Regions from separate parts of the Mus musculus genome. Here region 1 is linked to region 2. Evidence: chromatin contacts called from public promoter capture Hi-C data. All regions are on one chromosome and are shown on one strand. Each heading gives the region's core, a stretch centred on a gene start, on an enhancer-like site or on the middle of the called end of the contact. The rest is flanking DNA. Distances are from core to core; before and after follow the strand shown.

What was found. Promoter capture Hi-C pulls out the DNA fragments that hold promoters and counts their contacts.
Region 1: a contact with region 2 is called in a promoter capture Hi-C map of pre-B cells, with 8 times the contacts expected there. The contact joins the promoter of Slc9a9 here to the enhancer-like site in region 2. A contact is called at or near these places in 10 of 39 promoter capture datasets (the 3T3-L1 cell line, the C10 cell line, the HPC-7 cell line and 6 more).

Annotation. Positions count from the first base shown.
Region 1 is chr9:94,667,808-94,674,236 of GRCm38.p6, reverse strand. It overlaps Slc9a9 (solute carrier family 9 (sodium/hydrogen exchanger), member 9), which reads right to left and starts at 4,345. Exons shown (of 16, transcript NM_177909.5): 1 at 4,001-4,345. The coding sequence starts at 4,175.
Region 2 is chr9:92,481,206-92,487,914 of GRCm38.p6, reverse strand. It overlaps Plscr4 (phospholipid scramblase 4), which reads right to left. Exons shown (of 9, transcript NM_178711.3): 4 at 5,050-5,273; 5 at 4,052-4,094; 6 at 2,969-3,195. Among named protein-coding and RNA genes, the nearest start is that of Plscr4, 27 kb to the right of the region's middle. Within about 2 kb of position 2,829, at least 11 of the 459 cell types and tissues checked have an H3K27ac peak or open chromatin away from gene starts, as enhancers often do. A contact at or near this core is called in the HPC-7 cell line and pre-B cells, where this site is marked.

The sequences.
Region 1 (6,429 bases), core at 3,096-5,595, 2.2 Mb before region 2:
CCCAACTAAATGATGAACTAACTTCTGCATGAATCCAGGACAGTCTCTATATTAGATGATGGTTAAAACAAACAAACAAACAAACAAAAAATCAAAGGTAGAACTCTAAGATTTTTAAATTGTTCTGTCCTTAATCTTAAATCCCAGTCCTCAAAGGTATGCCATTACAAATGTTCTACAAGATGTGACATCCCCTAGGGAGTTAAAATGGATTCCTTGATGCTATCAGGGACCAAGGAGCAAGTGCTTTCTAATGAGTACCTCGGAGATGAATCTAGGCCCCAAATTAAGCAGCACTAAGTGTCCCAGCTGCTGTCAATCAATATTTTGACCATTAACGCTCATTCTGGCTTTTAGTCCAGTTTAAATGATTATGGCTGTTGCTTATTCTTCCATTTTGAAATAACTGGAGCCATAGGAAGTCATGCGCGACAATTACGCTTTACTGTGCCTGGCAGAGCAAAAATATTTCTACAATGACACTGCTAATTTATAAAAAGCACCCATGACCCATAATAATGAGAGAAGACTTTTTATTTTATTATTTTTTGTATAAGCAATTACTTGTATTTGGGTCTTCAGTTTTATTTCCAATCATCACAGAGGAAACTTCTTGGCCTCTACAACCCTGCATATGATATTTTAAGGTTAACGACTTGAAAATTGTTTCTAACAATAATTATGAAAGAACAGTTGAACATTCTGCTTGGTTACCTTGCTCCTTGTTTATCCTGTAACTGCTCATTTTCTAAGCCTCTGATCCCTAGAATTTTTTTTTAATTGGATTCCTAAGTACACTGATTAAATGTATCAGCATCTATTACATCTTCTAAGGGACATTTGGCACAGGTCACCAGAATGCCCTCAGGGAGGCATGTTGGGGACTGGGCTGAGGGAATACAGGTACTGTGGTGCCTGAAGAAAGTACTGCTCTCAGTATAAGGGCAAATGGTTTGTGTGAGCAGTTGATGAAGGCAAGAGCCGCAGCCAGAGAGGTAGGGGCTGGTCACCTAATTCTTTGATGAGCCCAAAGGGAAAGGCAAACTATCCGAGGTGCTCTATGGCAAGACTGGAAAGAATAAGCAGCGGTAATAATCACTTAAATGGGACTAAAAGCCAGAACAGACATTAACGGTCAGCATATTGATTAACAGCAGGATGGAGAGATCTGTCCCAGGCTACTCTAAAGTGTCTGTCTTCAGAAAACAAGAAAAAGTCTACGTTTGTCGTCTTCTCCATTGGTTTTCATTATGCCTTTAGCCAGACTACTGCAGAAACAATGTCTTGCTTCCTCAGATGGAGAAAGGGTTTACCCTGAAATTTTACTTTGTCAGACCCCCTGGAGAAGAAACTAGATGGCCAAGCCTTAAAGGTTTACAACAGGATCATATATTTGGAACATCCTCATTTCTCCACCATCCTCCCACCCCTGCTCACACACACACATACACACACTCCCTGGAATATCCCTGAAGGAAGTTACTTATTACTGTCTCAGCATCTCTGATTAAAAGACGTGCTGGACCCCAGCTCAGCACCAGCCACTACCATGACCTCCATCTAAGCCCCACTTCCTCTGCACAACGAGGATTCCATTCTCTAAGATTCCTTACAACTGTACGAACTGCTTATTCATTTACAGAGACTAAACCTTTGGAATTCTCTCCCTCTTACTACTAAAAGTTGTTCCTTAGAGTTCCTCGTTCTCCTGGGTTTTAGTTTGACTATTTCATTACATCCCTGACAGAAAGTCTACACTAAGCACTTCAGTAAAGCATTTTGAAAAAATGCTTATCCTAGAAGTCTGTGGAAGCCATCTTAATGAATTATTTTCAGAGTTTACCCTTGAAATGAACAAGAACCTCATTAACAGCTTGAAATGTATGAAAACACATGGGGAGGACTACCATGCTTGACTCTTCAGCTTGGGGAGGACTACCATGCTTGACTCTTCAGCTTGGGGAGGACCACCATGCTTGACTCTTCAGCTTGGGGAGGACCACCATGCTTGACTCTTCAGCTTGGGGAGGACTAACATGCTTGACTCTTCAGCTTGGGGAGGACTACCATGCTTGACTCTTCAGCTTGGGGAGGACCACCATGCTTGACTGTTCAGCTTGGGGAGGACCACCATGCTTGACTGTTCAGTGCAGGGACAACCATTATTAACTAAATCTAATCAAGAATTATTTAAGTCAAAGTTTAACTACTTTTATAAAACAATATCCCTACCACAGAGAAGAAAATTGATAAAAAAAAAAAAACTGTTATAATTCAAGCACATGGAGAAATCTTCCCTTCCAGTAAGGGTTTAATCTTAACTATGTGTTGTATCGCTAAAATATGCACAGCCCTTTGATCTGATGCTTAGGATGACAGTGTTTCTGGCTTCTCAGATTACACCCTGCATCTTTTTGATTATTTATTACCCAAGATAGAGAAAGCTCCTGGTAAATCGATTATGGAGAAAGGGAGAATGACTCACGTCTAGGGCTCGGCCTCTGAAAGCGCTGTGCCCTTCTCTTTTGGCCTGTCTCTCCCACCCTGAAAAGTTTTGCTGTGTGCTGTAGGACCTTCAGTACAAAGAAACTTAGTGGAGCTCTGAATTGGCTTCGAGAAAGCAAGCTGCACTACATGGCCTTAACGGTCTGTCCTACAGCTCAAGTGGCTCAAGGGTAGGCTATCTCATGCTTTCCCTTCAGGACCATTCCTTGTTAACATCAGTCCATCACACGCTTAGCACATGAAAGGTGCCCTCATCTTGTTTCCCTGGAGCCCAGACATATAAAAGGGCCTCCTCCAAAAAGAAGGAGAAGTCAAAAAGTATGTTCTTTGCTATCCGTTTTGGCAGCCCTTGACTGTTCCCATTATGTTCAAAGCTGTTACCTTTTACTTGGTAGGATAAGGGTCATGAAGTCAGTTGGTAGTGAGACAATTTGTCTCAGTACCAGCTCAGTGCTAGTGCCTTGTAGCTCATCTTAATAAACTAGATAAACCAGGCTAGTCTGTACAAACTCCATAATCACATTTTATTAAACTTCCCAAAAATGATGGATGCCATGGTAACTTGCACAGAAAGAGCATCACTTTGGGAGGTTAAACCTTAAATTAAAACCTTTTTTCCCCTCTGTAGTTTAAAGAATTGGGTGTTCTTACTTATACATATTATTCCAGCACCCAGGAGGTTGAAGCAGGAAGATCACTGTGAGTCTGAGGCCAACCTTGTCTATAGAGTGAGACCTGTCTAAAATGAGAGAGAGAGAAAGGGGGAGAGAGAGGGAGAGAGAGAGGGAGAGAGAGAGGAGAGAGAGGGAGAGGGAGAGAGAGAGAGAGAGAGAGAGAGAGAGAGAGAGAGAGAGAGAGAGAGAGAAGTGTGTGTGTGGTGTGAGAACACAAATAAGTATTATAAACAAGACCATATTAAATCAGGCTAAGCAATGGAAAATGTTAAATAGGAAATTCTTGGTTTAACACTTTTATTATCAGAAGCTAAAATAGTGTTCACAGGATGAAAAAGGATTTGGACACAATTATTCCCATTACAAGGGTGGGGTCTGTTTCTACGAGTATTTCTTCTTGAAAATAGTTGAAAGGGTATTTCCTCCATGCAGTCTGAAGCCATTCCCTTAACTTTGCCTGGCTCCTCTGGCTGCCTGTGGAAGAGGCTGCGCTGACTGACTGCATTGCCACCACAACCTACTACCATGACTAGCGCTCCATGACTCCCCGCATGACAAAGGACTGCAGCTGTCAACAGACTCACATACTGTGCTGCCTCAGAGCCTGTCACTGTGACAGCTGCTCTGTGGTCAGGCGGAATTTCTGCCGCTCCTCTGGAAAGAGGTTAGCATCCCTAACACTGCGGCACCTCTCGCTGAGCTAATGACACTTCAATCAGCATGTTCCCCTCACTTTCTGCACTTTGCCATCTGAGCACAAGTCTCTAATTACTACGCCCAGGCAACAAGTTACACATCTACCCCACCATTTACACACTCACCATACACCATCGCCCCTCCAGTCTCATGCAAGAAGCGGAATCGGTGATTTTTAAATAACCAGATTGTTAAAATGGTAAGGATGAGCAAAAAATTAAACGCGAGTAGCTCCACTGCTCCCTGGTGTTGAAAATGATCTTCATCCTTCCCTGACGTAAACCGAAGCTGCCCAGCCATTCTCCACTCGACCGACTGTGATGCTCAGAGAAATCCCTGGACAAGGGATGAGCCCTTAGATGAGGGTTGCCTAGGATAGACTGGCGCCCACAGAATTTCAGAATAAACGCTGCTACTTTGTTGCTACTTCGCAAGCAATTCAGATGGCTTAGCATTCAGACCGGCTTCTCGTTACAACTTCCTGTTTCTCTCTTAAAGCAGCCCCGTCTCTTTTCAAACTCCAGAGGGTGGTTTCATCATAAAAGATTCTGTCTTTAAATGATTCACTCTGGAAAGAGATCTTCCACACTGGTCAAATCTGCCAGCAAGATGCTGATGTCCAGACTCGTGGCCCTCCTGTTTCCAGCATGATTTCTTAGTCTGTATGCAACTGGCAAATTGTACATTGATAGTAAGACAGTTCAACCCGGCACATCAATAGTTTTCAGATTCAAAAGGGCAAGTCCAGACCCTTAACTTCACCTACTCAGGTTTCTCCCCTCCCACCACAGCCTCCCAGGGGAGGATTGACAGGTATGATTTCACAGGACTATTTCTGAAGTTGAGAGGCACAGATCCAGTGCACGATTCTCTGACTTTTTATAATTGCCGGTCAACTAAAATAATCAAAAAGAAAAGTCTAGCCCCAGTCCTTTAACGGTGCTATTTAAATTTGTTGAAGAAAAAAAGGAAGAGAGATAGAGAAGGTGGAGGATGGAGGGAAGAAGGGAGGGAGGGAGAAAAGGGAGAGGGAGGTGTTTAAGACTGGTACCTCCAGTTCTTCTGCTTCCTAGGCAAACATCAAGATTTCCTTGTCTTTACCAATCAGTCACCATGCAGCCAGGTCTGCTGTGGAGACCCCCACATCTCACCACATGGTAAAATGGACGAGTGTTAATGTCTGGCTTCTATTCTGATAGAATTAGAATTCCATTTCTGTATTGTAAGGCACCCTGAAAAAAATATGACACTAAAGGCTTTGAGACAAACACATAATAATATTATGGTCTTACAGACCTGTAACTCTAGCGTTCAGGAAGCTGAGGCAAGAGGATCGCTGTGAATTCAAGGTCTCCCTGAGCTACATAGACACTGGAAGGTAACTACCCATCGGAAAGCTAATTTCCCACTCTGGGAGAGCATCAAGCACTCCAGTGCCTCAGCCTCTTTGCTTATGCAACTCCGAGCTGGAGTTGGTTTTCTCTGTGTGCTTGGCTCAGCAGGGGGCATCTGTGTGCACAGCAGATGTTTTTACCCATGGTCCCTTTTGGCACGCATCTCTGTGATGACTAATACTGGAGTTGTCTTGAAGCCTGTCAGCTATTGCTTGCAAGCATTTGCCAGCAGCCTCACCTTCCGTATTCAAAAACCCACAGGTGAGTCGTTAGATTTACAAGATAATGCAAATTCAAAAACGAGAGAACTTCCTGGTTTTGCTGCTTTTAAGGCAGACTTGCTCTTCGATTGTCTTACCACATCTCTTTCCCTCTTCCTGTGAAGAGACCCAGGAAGTGGGTGAGAAGGAGCAGGAGATTGTTTGCCTGACTCTACAAGCTTTTCAAAAGCTTTAAGCTTGCTGTTGAAATAAGGCAGTGTAGGAAGATGAAGGAATTGTGGGTAGAGAAAGGAAGGCCTCACCTGGAAGCCTGGCCCAAGCCTGCTGCCTGGAGCATGGAGAATGGCAGCACTGTCAACAGCAGTTGGCTAGGACGATTTGGAACAAAGACAGTATTTCTCGTCCATAGAGACGCTTCACTGGGAACATTAAAATGGAAAGCTGTTTTCTTGAGGCATAAGGACACATGGCCTCTCTACCTTTCCAGTTGTAAAAGCTAGGACTCTCAAAACATCATTTACAAGCAAAAGACTGGTTCTAACTCTCTGATTCAACTCTGTAACTAATTTTTTGTTTGTTTGTTTGTTTTTTCATATTATCAGTTTACAATCCCATCCAAGGCGTCTCTGGGAAGACCGTAAATTTTCATTTGTTAAAAGAAAGGAGAGGGCTGGCGAGATGGCTCGGTTGAGTAAAGGTACTTGCTGCCAAACCTGATGACTTGAGTTCGATTCCCTGGGTCCGTGGGTTCAGTGGAGAGAACGAACCCTTGCAAGCATTCTTCTGGTCCTTCTCATGATTCAATGAGTGCTGTCCTGAGGCCAGCTGTCAGTGTTGACGGTGTCTCCCTCAACAATCTGCACTGTGGCCTTGCTCCCATCCAGCTACCTTGCTTCCTTTGTGAATCTGTGTGAACCGTGTTTTCAGTTCTTTGGATAA
Region 2 (6,709 bases), core at 1,580-4,079:
ACTCAATATTTAGCATGATTTACAATAAACACATGCTCTAGCAAAGTTTAATCTATCAATTAGTCACTGTACAGAACTAACAAAAGAACAGTTCCAACACTCTGTCTTATAGTAGAAATCATGTGAATGTCCCCTTTCAACTGCCACTGCGTGCATGGCATGTACACCTTTGACACTCTGCACAAAAGAATAATTCATGTTCCAGAATTCCCCATTCAGCTTATGACTTGCTTATTTCTGGAACTTGCCGTTGGCATTTCAGACTACAGTTGTCTACAGTAGTTAAAAGCACAGAAAGTACAATTGCCGATGGGGTGGGGTGCTGTGCTGTCACAGTTAAAAACCTCTGTGTAGAGGTAGATAACTGCATTTTATTAAAGATTTTAAAATATTGTCCACTATCCTGTTATATTTAATTATCTGTACATTAAAATTTTATAAAAGATGAGACCTTCTCTCTCTCTCTCTCTCTCTCTCTCTCTCTCTCTCTCTCTCTCTCTCTCTCTTTCTCGCTCTCTTTTTAGTTTTGTTTTTGTTTTTCAAGACAAGGTTTCTCTGTATAGCCCTGGCTGTACTGGAACTCACTTTGTAGACCAAGCTGGCCTCGAACTCAGAAATCTGTCTGCTGCTGCCTCCCGAGTGCTGGGATTAAAGTCGTGAGCCCTCTTTTAATAACAAGAGTTATATAGACTAAATTCTTTCTTTAAGAAGTCCAGCGTGAAAGGGTCATTGCTGTCCTGCTTTCTTCTGCACTTTCAGAAGGCTGTTGGGAATGGATTTTATACAGCATTGGACATTGTCAGAGCCATTACACACACACACACACACACACACACACTATTCATATATATTATTCAAATGTATATAATTGTACCTGTACAAAGGATTAAATTTGATAGTTCCTTAGAACCAAAATTTCATAAATGTTTAAGCCTATGAGACTTTAAAATACTCCCCAAGGCTGCGCGTTAGTGAAGTACTAGGCTGTGGAAGTGACCATTGGATGCTTCCCTTCTCATGACTTCCTTGAGGAACAAACTGCAGAGCTTCAGAATGAAATAGTGGCTGCCAAAAAACTAGTGGTGAAAGCGAGGATGAGTGGGAAGTTTGTTAATGGAGATCATTTCCGTAGTAATGAAACTGGCGACATTGTGGGCCACAAAGCAAGCCTTAACAAATACAGAGAATTGAGACGCTTCCTTATAGTCTGTCAGACCACAACAGAATAAAACTAGAAACAGCGTGAAGGAAAACTATAGAAATGACACCAGTACTCGCACACTTTCTATGAACACTGGATCACTGAAGAAATCAAGGAGAAACTTGAAATAATAATACATTCAAGTTGAAATAACAACAAAGCTTCTCAAATAACCAGGACGCAGACGGGGCAGTTCTAAGGGAAATGTTGGAGCTGGGAAGGCCCCCGTTAAAGGTCAGCTCTCAAATAATCTAATGAGTCACTTAAAGGTTCTGGAAAGTTAACAGCAAGCCCAGTCAAAATGAGGTAGATGGTAAGTAATTATAAAGATTAGGGCAGAAAACTGATAACTTAAAAAGATACACAAGCTCAACTAAAATACTTTATTTTTGAAAAGATGAACAAGATTGAAAGATCCCTAGCCACATGAGCCAAAATAAAAAGAGGGCAAAATTTAACAAAATTACAGACAAGGGAGAGGAATTAAAACAAAGTCCAATGTAATCCAAAAGTACCTTTAGGCAATGCTATGAAAACTTTCCGAACAGCTTAATGCATATCATCTGCAAAAATTAAATCAAGAAGATATAAATAACTTAATCAGAACAGTAATAACCAACAAGATTAACTGAGCAAAGGTAGTGTGTTCCCTTGGTATCAAAACCATATAATGGCAGAACATAAAAGAAACCCACAGAACACTAGGCAGAAACCTCTCAGGAAAATACTGGAAACTGAATTCAAGAACTCATTAAGAAGATCATACTTCATGACCAGTGATTATATTTCATGATCCATTTCAAGTGGCCAAGAACCCGGGTCATGCTTATAGAAGAAAATCTACTATTACTGAGCTAACAGAACATAGCAATAAAATGACTCTCAGTGACCTATTGCTATACCCATCGCTTCACTTGACCCTCATCAGAAAAGCTTCTTGAAGCAGATGGGAAATAACACAGAGACCCACAAGTGGCCAATATACAGAGATAAGGATGTGGGTTCATTCAGCTCTAAATGGAATGTCTCCATCTACACCTACAATCTCAGGTCTTAGGATCTATGCAGAAGAGGAGGTAGAAATGTTCTAAGAACCAAGAGTGATAAATGACTCTAAGGGAACAGCATCTTCAGGACACATGGCCTCACAGAGACTGGGACACATGTACAAGTTTGTTATTGTTTTTTTCTTGATTGCTTGCTTGTTTTCTGCAACAATTCTTTTTTCTGGACCTGCGTTATGGCACACGAGAAAGACCAAACCACAACACAGCGCATGCACACTGTATGTCTAACTCTACCATCTTCAGGGTACTTCTGGATGGCATTACATCTACTTTTAAGACTTTTTTTTTTTTTTTTTTTTTTTTTTTTTTTTTGCAGAAAACTGTAGGCTGTGATTGGCTCCTGCAATCAAAAGTCCTTCCCCATTTGTCATCTGTGGAATATGTTGATACCATTGTATAACATATGATTACTGTCCTTCCCTATAAGTACCTAATTCATCAGAAAGTAACTACTGCCAAAGCAGCCTCAAGTTGTACTTGATGCTCCCACCCCAGCCCTGCCACCTATCTAGCACATAAGGAGAGGAAAACTGTTAAGGTCTGTCTTGTGATATAATTAAGCTTCCTTCCTCTCCCCTAGTTTCAGTTTCATTCTGAGCAGTAGGGCTAGAAAGCTTTCCTTCATGTTTAGGAAGAAGACCAACCATTGTGTCAAGGGCAGATCAGGAAGCAACTCTGAATCCCACCCCTGGTCTCTGACCTCTTGTCTTGCACAGGGGCAGCAGAAGCAACAGCAGGTGCATCGGAAAGGCCTCTGCATGGTCATGATCTCTCGGCCCAGGCAGTCAGTGACCCGGAGCACAAAGGGTCGTAGGTTCCGATAGGCATTCCTGGTAAAGTCATCTGTGTCTTCAGTTACGATATAGACCATCTGGTCTATGTTGTTCTTGATGTCATATCTATTATTAGTTTCAAAACGTGTCATCACTAAAAGTTAGAATGAGAAAAGGATCTTAAGTTAGAACCAGCTGAGACAGGCTTCAGACAGCCTTCGTTATTTAATGAAAGAAGATAAAGGAAGGAGAAGAAGGATGAAGAGAAGGAGGACAATGAAAACGATGAAGACGACAATGAAGACGACGACAAAGACGACGAAGGAGACAGAGGAGGAGGAGAAGTAGTAGTTGTAGTACTTGTGGTAGTAGTGGTGATAGTAGTATGATTGGAGCTGAAAGCCAAAAAGATTTTTAAAAATTTCAGGTGAAAAGGTGAAATACAACCATGTGAGCCATTAAGCATTCTCAAAATGTCAAACATTTGCTAGGTTTATGAAATTATTTTCACAGTTTTCCCACATAAAAGTAATAGATAATACAATGTTCCTGAAATATTGGAATCCAGAAAATGTTAATAATAAAACCAGTTTAACGAATCACACATCAGACTATGATTTAATCAGCTCATGAAATGGACAAAATGACTGGAGACATGGTACTTGTGAATACGAAAATAAATTCAGAATGACCAAAGCCAGCTCCTACCTTGAGCACAAGGGACCTGCAGGGAGCTGAGAACCAAGCCACCTGACTATGATCGTCTTTCCAGGGGTCCATAGATGAAAGATCATCAGTGCATGGAATAGCAATAGATAAGACTCTATATAATAATTCACTCTACTGCTTTTATGAATATAAAGTAACAGAGAATAGTCTTCTCTCTCTGAATCACTAGAAAAGGCCATCAACATAAAATGAGGGACTAGGTATGAAGTAATACAAATTTCCATCTGATTAAAATACCTCTAATCAAAACACAATGTGAATCAGGACAAAGTTATACATACGTTCCAGAGGCTCAACATGCTGAAGAACGTGTATGTTGTCCAACTGTGGGGACAGAACAAAAGCAATTAGAAGACAGAAAGACAGAATTATGTGCTTGGGGTTCAGGGGTGTTAAAGAGAGTCTGAGATGTTGAGAGGGAGCCATGGACTGAACATTCTATGATCCTCTCTCTTTGTCTAGTTTTCTCTTCTTATTTTGTTTTTCATTTTTTCTTTTTCTTTTTTCTCCTTTTTTCGAGACATGGTTTCTCTGTATATCCCTGATTGTCCTGGAACTCACTCTGTAGACCAGGCTGGACTCGAATTCAGAAACTTGCCAGTTTCTGCCTCCTAAGTGCTGGGATTGAGGGCGTGCGCCACCATTGCCCAGCTGTTTTTCTTTTCTTTTTTTTTTAAAATATTTTTTATTATTACGTATTTTCCTCAATTACATTTAGAATGCTATCCCAAAAGTCCCCCATACTCTCCCCCACCCCCACTTCCCTACCCACCCATTCCCATTTTTTGGCCCTGGCATTCCCCTGTACTTGGGCATATAAAGTTTGCGTGTCCAATGGGTCTCTCTTTGCAGTGATGGCCGACTAGGCCATCTTTTGATACATATGCAGCTAAAGACAAGAGCTACAGGGTACTGGTTAGTTCATAATGTTGTTCCACCTACAGGGTTGCAGATCTCTTTAGCTCCTTGGATACGTTCTCTAGCTCGTAAGTAAGTGGCATGGCATCAGGTTAGTGACTCTCATTCTTAGTTTTCTAATTTTTTTCAGAAAGCCATATTGAATAATTTTACAGTTATTTGTGTTGCTTCAAGAGGAATGAATGTGTCCTATGAACGCATTCTTGTATGCACTGTCTACCTGCAAATCCACCATCGCCTGCATCGCCTGCCTCTACTGTCAGTGACTTATCTCCCTGTTTGCTCTAGCCAACGTCTTGCTCCCTGTCCTTAAACCCCATGGTCATACTTCATAGAAAATATTTTGGATCTATTAGAGTACCTGAGCTAAGTATTCCAAACCAGGAGGGCAGTTGGGCACAGGAGCTGGCCCTGCCATCCACATTATGGGAGCAGGCTGATTCGTCACAGGATATTTGCCAGGTTGGTACTGGATTGGATGGGTGCCACCAGTGGGATGGTACAAGGGGATGGCACCGGGCTGCTGGGGAATGTAGTATCCCATAGGCAAGCCTGCAGAAGGAGAGGCAACTGGTCCAGCAGGGCCTGTGTTCTCAAGCAGATGAAAATATCAGTTTAGTGTATTAGAAGTTATATAATTTTTACACGAGGAAATAACCATGCAACATGTTTTTAAAGAAAGTAGACCTGCTGATCTCTGACTGTGTACCCAAATATCTACCAGGTACTAAGGGAGCTGTTGGCATATTAGTTCACCTGATACTCTGAAAACTTATGATGTCAGAGTGCCCATTTCACAGATATAGAAATACAGTTCGACACACTGAGAAACAAGACAGCCTCTCACCGTGTGAGGCTTTTCCTTTGGGAATCATAAATGCATTCCATTGGTTTTAATGCAATTAGCACGAGGTCTAACATGCAACTATTACTGTCATTTTGCAGCTTATTGCAAAGGGGCCCATAGCCATCTCTGCTGGGTTGGCTGCTCAGTCGGTTCTCTTTGTCCTTTCATCTGGTCTTCAGGCAGTTTCTCTCAGGATCAGTTTCTTACATTTTGTTTCTTCATCAGACTACTACAAGTGGAGTGGTTTCAACAACTATTCCCTTCCCTGGCTTTAAGCTGGGAACCCCAAGATCAGCTGCATATCTAGACTGTGCTCACTCACCCTCTTTGTGGCCACCCTTCATGGATAACCAGGTCATCAATCTCATGTCATCTCTCAAAAAAACCACTAAGTCCACCCCAACAGTTTCACTCTCATGACCTCGGCAAACCTCAAAGAAAAGATACTACCTCCCCAGCCTTTCTTATAGGTCCCAGCTGGTGAACATGGGGTAGGGTTATAAGATGCTCAGTCCAAAGTACTTATCCATATTTATGACCCATGCTCCACACCCCACCACAATCCAACATCTGATGAACTCTGTCTCTGTCATTATAAATCATTCAAGCTCCCAGGAACAGCACTTGCCAATGGTTTTTAAAGAGGAGTATTGAGAATAATAAAATGCTACAAAATAACTAATGTACAACGTTGTCCTCCACCAGGGCTGCTTAGGTCATGTTTGCTACAGAGGACCGGAGTACAGAAAAACAAAAACAACGGAACTAAATTTCAAAACTTGGTTGTTTAAACGTAATACTTTCAAATGTGTAAGACAAACATTTTGGGGTTGTTTCTTTAATTGTGCCACAAAGTATAGTAAGTGTTTCAAAAATAGCCTGGAGTTCTCAAAACAGAGATTCCTAGCCCAGTTTCCATTTATCAAACACAATGTCCAAGTAAAAATAACGAAGTATCTCAATTTCTTTCCTCCTCTAAATGTATAACTCAGTGGGCTTTGCTGCTGCTGCTGCTGTTGCTGCTGCTTTTTCTGCCAGCAAAGCCGAGCAATCATCCCCATTGACTAAATACAGATGATTTATCATCCATTAACAGCCACTCTTATTTCTTCTTCTCTTGTCTCTGGAAACCATGCTCTGTGGTCTGCCTAGGGTGGGCATGCCCTGTAGATGG